Linked DNA regions of Rattus norvegicus: region 2 is linked to region 1. A link is a contact called in public Hi-C data. All regions are on one chromosome and are shown on one strand. Each heading gives the region's core, a stretch centred on a gene start, on an enhancer-like site or on the middle of the called end of the contact. The rest is flanking DNA. Distances are from core to core; before and after follow the strand shown.

Evidence for each region. A called contact is a pair of places that touch in the nucleus more often than the background predicts.
Region 2: a contact with region 1 is called in a Hi-C map of psoas muscle, with 2.8 times the contacts expected there. The contact joins two enhancer-like sites. A contact is called at or near these places in 3 of 12 Hi-C or Micro-C datasets (Schwann cells, prefrontal cortex and psoas muscle).

The regions. Positions count from the first base shown.
Region 1 is chr17:15,683,833-15,687,339 of GRCr8, reverse strand. No RefSeq gene overlaps it. Among named protein-coding and RNA genes, the nearest start is that of Ninj1, 18 kb to the right of the region's middle. Within about 2 kb of position 2,184, at least 38 of the 93 cell types and tissues checked have an H3K27ac peak or open chromatin away from gene starts, as enhancers often do.
Region 2 is chr17:15,838,639-15,842,243 of GRCr8, reverse strand. No RefSeq gene overlaps it. Among named protein-coding and RNA genes, the nearest start is that of Trnaa-ugc8, 18 kb to the right of the region's middle. Within about 2 kb of position 1,578, at least 2 of the 93 cell types and tissues checked have an H3K27ac peak or open chromatin away from gene starts, as enhancers often do.

The sequences.
Region 1 (3,507 bases), core at 935-3,434:
AAAAAAGACACAAAAAAAAAAAAAAAGAAAAAAAAGAAAACAGAGACACTATCCTCGTGAGAATCCTGGACTCCTGAGATAGTCAGCTGAGGAATGTCAGGAGTCCAGGTCAGTGCCTGAGGCACTTGACCTGTGAGTCAGGACTTTGGAAGAGCAAGAGAAGGAAAATGGCAGTCACCCTTCTGCAGCAAATAGCTGGGAACTGAAGGTTGAGAAAACAAGAAGAGGGGACCGTGGGCCTACTGGTTCCATCCCACCAACCAGGACCTGCAGGGGCCAGCCAGGTGGCCCTGAAAAACAGGCAGAAGCCCTCGGGAAGGACGCAAAAATTCAGGAGTGTGAGAAAGGCCTTTCCATTCATCCATGCACACAGAAAGAACCTTTCTCTGTGTTTGACTCACACATTTGCACAGAGAGAGACTCTGGGAAGAAACAGACCTGAATTCAAAAATAAGAGTGTTTGCATGGGAGGGGTGCGGGCTGAGCAGGTGGAGTCATTTTAGAATCCAAACAGTTGCTGGATATGGCTATTCCAAAAATGAAGTCGAAACAGAGGATGCTGAACACATCTTGCAACTGGCGGCAGGCAGTGAGAACGCCGAAAACCATTAAGATGGTCGCTCGGCGTGGGCGGGCCATGTGCCGTGAGAATTCTACTGCAACTCGTCTATTAGAGAAAAAGGAAGAGGTGGGAGTATGGCTCAGTGGTAGAGCACCTGATTAAAGCCACACACACCCCCAGTGAGGGGCTGGGTTGCCTTGGCATCTGCCTACCCCCCGCCCCCACCCTCCAGTGAGGAGCACCTGCTGAGAATCACCCAGTGAGGGGATTGGGGTGTGGTTTAGCAGTAGAATGCTTGTCTAGTCTTCAGGAGGATCTGGGTCCCCCATACTGCAAAAAGAATAAAGGAAGGGAAAAAGGAGATAAGAGAGAGGAAGGGAGGGGAGGGGAGGAGGGAAAAAAGGGAGAGGGAAGCTCTGTTGGGCTGAGCGCTGTTTAATGGGACAATTGAGGCAGGTGGCACAAGCAATGGATCTCCATGGTGTGATGGGGACAGAGCCCTGCAGGATGACCTTGAAGGATGAAGTTTGACCTTGCACATACCAGGGCTCTCAAGGGTCAGTCAGTGTGGAGCCGCTGGAGACCATGGCTGAACACACACAGAGTTTTGCAAATCCGAAGTTCTAGGGCAGAACACATTTTGAACCTGTGATGGCATCTGTGGACCCACTTAGTGACCCGCTCCCCTCCATAGCCTCTGGTCGCATTGAGGACCTCAGGAACAAGGAGTTTCATGACATACCACTGGATTTCATGCTGTATAATTGAGCTACAATGAATGTGTACACTGTAAGCTTCAGAAGTTACCAGAACTGGTTAAAACCAGACCTGTGCCACAGAGGTGGCCCAACGGCCGCTTCGTTCTTCCTGAGACCTAGGAAACCTGAACTTCAGTTGAAAACATGGCTGCCATAGAAACTGCATCTCCCAAATTCTCTTGTGGCTAGGTAGAGCTGCCAGTCTGACCATTGGATATAAGTGAGGGCATCTAGAAAGTTTCAAACAGCTCCAAGAGTGGGGGTGTGCCTTTCTCTCGTTCCTTACTGCTGGCCGGGTTGAAAACTTGATGCCTGGAACACAGTCAGCTCTGTGGGAGCAGGAGGTGGGGCTATCTATTGAAACTAATCACGCAGGAAGAGAGGAAAGTGAGTTCCTGAGGGTGTAGGTTCCCACCCCAAGCCCTTCCTGACCCTCAGCCTGGCTTTTATGCCGAGGAAGAAATATCTGTCTTATTAAGAACTTCATTTTTGTGGTACTCATAGTCACATTGGACCCTGAATGGCCAAATGTATACAGTGCTTGGCCTGGGGCCTGGCTCATCTAATGTGTCAGCTGAGCATCTGACCAAGTCACACAGCTATGACCAGAACTGGAGAGGGTTGGATCTAGGCTGCATCTCCGGGACTCCTGGGAGCCTGGAAAACAAGGAGACAAGGAAACATAAAATCCTACACAGCCCCCACTGCAGCCCAGGCCCTGTGGGGTCATGAGCTATCAACCTTCAAAGGCCACGCTGCCCACACGATGACCGCCCCAGCTGGCACAAAGCATCACCTAACAAGAAGCCATGTGTCAGCCACTCGCCTCTCTGACCACATGGTCTGCCAACTGCATTCGTTTTTTTCCTCTGGGTGATGTGTGCACCAGCTCTCTTTTCCTGGCCATCTGCTGTTTGGGTGGCAGGCGAGCCCTCTGGGTGCCAACAGAATGGCAGCCAGTGACGGGAACAGCTCCACAGGAAAATGGGCTGTGCGTGGGAGGCCCAAATGTTGGACTGCAGCCTGCAGGGTGGACAGGGTGCCAGGTGTGGGAACTGGTGGTATCCTCAGCATCTCAGCCCGGGGTCTGACTGAGCCTTTGTCTCGGGCTCCCAGAGTGAGTACTTTGTAAGAATAGGTTTATGGGAGAACTGAGAGTGGAGAGAGATTTGAGAAGTGGGGTGGGAGCAGGGAGCACAGAAGTCACCCCAGCCTAGCACCAGCAAACTTCTAAGCATGTGCATAGGCTCTGGAGGGTTCCGTTACCAGTCACTCTGAGCTTCACTCTGCCTTAACACTGAGCAGGTGCCGGGGTAACCCCCCCCCCATCACCTCTGCACTCACTGGGTAGCATGTTGTGTCTGACCACCCATGTTCATGAGAGTCAGGACACGGGCACAACTCGAATGTCCATCAGGAGATAAAAAGGTAAGCAACTTGGCTATCCACGTGACTGAATGTTATTCAACCCTGAAAAGGAAGGAAGTCCATGCGTCCACTCTGACGTGGATGGCTGTGTGGACACTGTGGGGGCTGGGGAGAAGGAGTCAGTTCCAGGAGAACCACACAGTATACGGCTTTACAGAATGAGGTCTCTAGAGTGGTCAGAACCAGGGAAACAGAAAAGTAAGTAGATTGGGGCTGTTGCCAGCTTTTGGTTTCTGGGAAAACGAAAGGGTCCAGAGATTTGTTACACACACACACACACACACACACACACACAGAGAGAGAGAGAGAGAGAGAGAGAGAGAGAGAGAGAGAGAGAGAGAGAGATATTAAAATGGTTAAAAATAATAATACATAAAATACTTATAAATGGTACGAGCATCCGAGCGGGAGCCCCACAGGGAGGGCACTCAGAGAGGCAGGCAGACTGGGAAGTGTCTACAGCAGTTTCAGGCTAGGCGAGACTGCAGGCAGCTTGGAATCATCTCTGAGCATGAAAGGCTTGGGAAAGGCCTGACTCTTCTGGAGCCCAGAGGAACCCGGCGTCCCGCAGCGCCGCAGCGCCCTCTGCTGGTCAGGCCTGGCAAAGCGCTCAGCGGGAAGGACTTGCAGTACCTTGGAGCCTCCAGCAGGCTCTTGGGCCCGGAACTGGACTCCGCCATTGAGAAAAAAAGAAAGAAAACGAGAGAAGGCAGGCAAGCGGGATGCCGGTCTCAGCCTTTTGGGAAAGGTGGGGTGGGA
Region 2 (3,605 bases), core at 329-2,828, 160 kb before region 1:
ATTCATAGATATCTCCATCTCAGTCAGCAAAGCCTCTCACCTCTCTGCTCCATCCCATATCGCACTGCCGATGGCCTCTCTCTGAGCCTGGCAGCAATCTCTCTATCCATCCAGTTCCCAAGGCAGGTTGCCACCATGCCAGACATACACATCCCAATTCCAGGGCAGCTTAGTGTCCCAGCTCTCTTAAACTTAATTCACCACAAGAAAGAACATACAACACAATAACCTCTGACCCAGTTGATAAGATATAATTGCCCACCTAAACATACAAAGCCCTGTACACATCCAGCCCTTAAGAACATTCATAACAACCTGTACAGGTGCAGAGTGGAATCTTAACATCCGTCTCCATGTTCTCCCCGAGGCTTCCTCTGCCTTCCTCTGTCTCCTCCTCGTCCCTCAAACTTTCCTCCCACCCGTCCTTCCTTCTCGTCCAATGACAGGCCTTGCTATCTTGTATCTGCCTTCACCTGCACTATGATCCCATAGTAGCTAAGGAAAATTGTTCAGCCCCACTTCCTGTCTGCTCTCTGCCTCCTGTTCTACAGCGTGAGGCCTCAGTTATACTCTCTAACCACCATGGTGCCACCATTTGTAACGTTTTCTCCTCTGTGATGAACTGAAGATCCTCAAACTATAAGCCAGACCCCTTCCTCCTCTGGTCTATTTGTCAAGTGTTTGGTCCCAGCCATGAAAAACAGCTAACATTGAAAGGAAATTTTAAAGGGTTTTGAAGCTTGATTTTTTTTTTCATGTTTAGTGTTACAAGATCGCTGCACCAATATTCTGCCACACTATTGTCTTTTTTTTTTTTTTTTTTTTTTTTGGTTCTTTTTTTCGGAGCTGGGGACCGAACCCAGGGCCTTGCGCTTCCAAGGTAAGCGCTCTACCACTGAGCTAAATCCCCAGCCCCCACACTATTGTCTTAACGGGATAATACAGCCAGCCATGTTTCATTATGTGACTATGCGTTTATGTGTAGGGAATCTACGGAATAAATTTTTTTTATTTTGAAAAAAATTATGAAGTTGCTGAGTAGCCAGAAGCAGATTTTTTTTTAATTGTCTGAGTAGTCTGTCTGCATATACACCTACATACCAGAAGAGGGCATCAGACCCCCTTTATAGATGGTTGTAAGCCATCAGGTGAGTGGTGGGAATTAAACTTAGTACCTATGGAAGAGCGGCCAGTGCTCTTAATCGTTGAGCCGTCTCACCAGCCCCCCAGAAGCAGGTTTTTAATAAGCTTGTCCCAGATCACTTGAAAATAACTTGTCGACATGACACACTTGCCTGATCCTGAATATTTAATACCTGTTTCCCCCATACGAGGACATTTTCTTCTACTGTTTAAAACAGTCAAGAGATCCACAGTGCTAAGTCATGAACACCTAGTTCTCAGAACCTGTTCCCATTTTGTCAATTGTCCTATTAATGTCCTCGGCAGTCAGAGTCTCCGAATCAGATTTCAGCAATGACTCTGCAAGTCCTGGACCCAACTATAGCAGAGGTGGCCTGTGACAGGCTGGCCAGGGAGCACGATGAGGGTCAGGAGTGTGCTAAGCCTCAGAGACATGCCGCTGCCCTTCCTCCACTGCTGAACATGATGGCAGCTGCTGGGGACAGCTGGGGCTTGGCTGCCTTGGAGTCACCCTCTGCAGCTTCCCAGAAGCTTGCGACCTGGAGGCTATGCTGAGCGACAACTGCCATTCCACACATTCTGATGTTTCTAACCTGCCATTCTCACACCCCGCCCACACTCTTCCTCCCTCAGGGTTACTTACAGCACAGATTAAAGCTCCTGGGTGCCTGAGAGGACTTGGTTTGCTCGCTTCTTTGTTTTACGGTAGTCTTTATTAAATAGAAGAGATATATGTTATACCTTGACCTAATTCACACAAATAAATATCAAAGTCATTGAAAGAACACTCTACTGTTAATCCTTCTTCTATTGCTTACTCCTTCTTACGGTTTTTGTTTTAGATTTTTTTTTAATGTATATGCTTTTCTGCCATATGTCTGTGTGCACCTTGTGCATGCCTAGTGTCCTTGGAGAAGAGGGTGTTAGATCTCTTGGAACTGTAGTCGCAGACAGTTGTGAGCCACCATGTGGGTCCTGGGAATTGAACCCGGGTCCACTGCAAGGGCAATCGATGCTTGAACTACTGAGCTAACTCTCCAGCCACTATTTTATGTTATTCTTTTAAACGTGTGTGTCTATGTGTGTTGTTGTAGATGGGTGTTATGAAAGTTTCTGTAGTGTATGCATGTGTGCCTATGACAGCCTGTGAAGGCCCAAGGTTGATGTCAGCTGTTTTATTTTGATCCTACGCTCAACTTTTTTATTAAAACATTTTAAAAGAATTGCTTATGATGGAGTGACTGTTTGCAATGTGTGCCTGGTGCCCAAGGAGATGTCAGACCCCTTGGAACTGGAGCTGCAGATGGTGCTGGGAACTAAGCCCAGATTCTTGGCAAGAGCAGAGTGCTCTGAACCCCGGATCCATCTCTCCAAACCCCATTTTATTTTTAAATATAATCTCTTTATTAATTATTTTGAGACTTTCATACATGCATACGAATCATGATCATGTCCACCCACTGTCTTCTCCCCTAAATCCTCCCAGATCTATCCTACCCTGTCATCCTCCCAACCTCATGTCCTCTTTTTTTTTTTTTTGAATAATTCAATTTGTGCTCCTCATATACCTATGAGTTATGAGTGCGGGCCATGCACTGGAGCATGACCAACCTGCCAGCACAACAGCCTTAAAGAAAACTGTTTCAAGTCAGGTGGTGGTGACACATGCCTTGAGTCCCAGCACTCAGGAGGCAGAGGCAGGCAGATCTCTGAGTTCAGGACCAGTTTGTTCTACAGAGCTAGTTCCATGACAGCCAGAGCTACACAGAGAAAATACCAGAAACCAACCAAGCAAACAAACAAACAAAAAAGGAGAAAGGAAGGAAGGAAAGAAAGAAGGAAGGAGGAAAAAAGGAAGGAAGGAAGGAAAAAAGGAAGGAGGAAAAAAGGAAGGAAGGAAGGAAAAAAGGAAGGAAGGAAGAAAGGCACAGGGCATATCTCCTGAGAGGTGGCTTTAGGTGGTATGCCATAACAACTGTAGGGTTACATGTGCTGGACCAGGAAGTCTGGAGGCCAGGGACACAATAAACGACATTGGATGGAAGCCATCAGCTTATTCCAGAATGGGGGTCTTTACACAGGACAGATGTCCTGGCTTCCTCAACCTACAGAGTCTGGAAAGAAAAAGTAGAGGGGGGAAGAACCACTTCAGAGGAGAGGGACTGAGAGGAACCTGGGCTGTGGGCCTAGTTCCTACTGGACTGGAACAAAGCAACTACATTATGGAATGTGGAGACAGCCAGGAGGTCCGATCATGAACTAAAGGTCAGATCCTAAGCAGTGACTGCTGTTGGTCCCAGAGAGTCACACTTCAGTACTTACGCTCTAAGTGGATGCTGTAACTCCGCCGCAAATAAGGAAAACGGAAAAGGAGGGGGCGGGGAGACAGGGCACAGCTGGGAAAGGTGAGCGGTGACGAGACACGAGATTCATTTATCTATTTTTACCTGTGCTTGCTATTT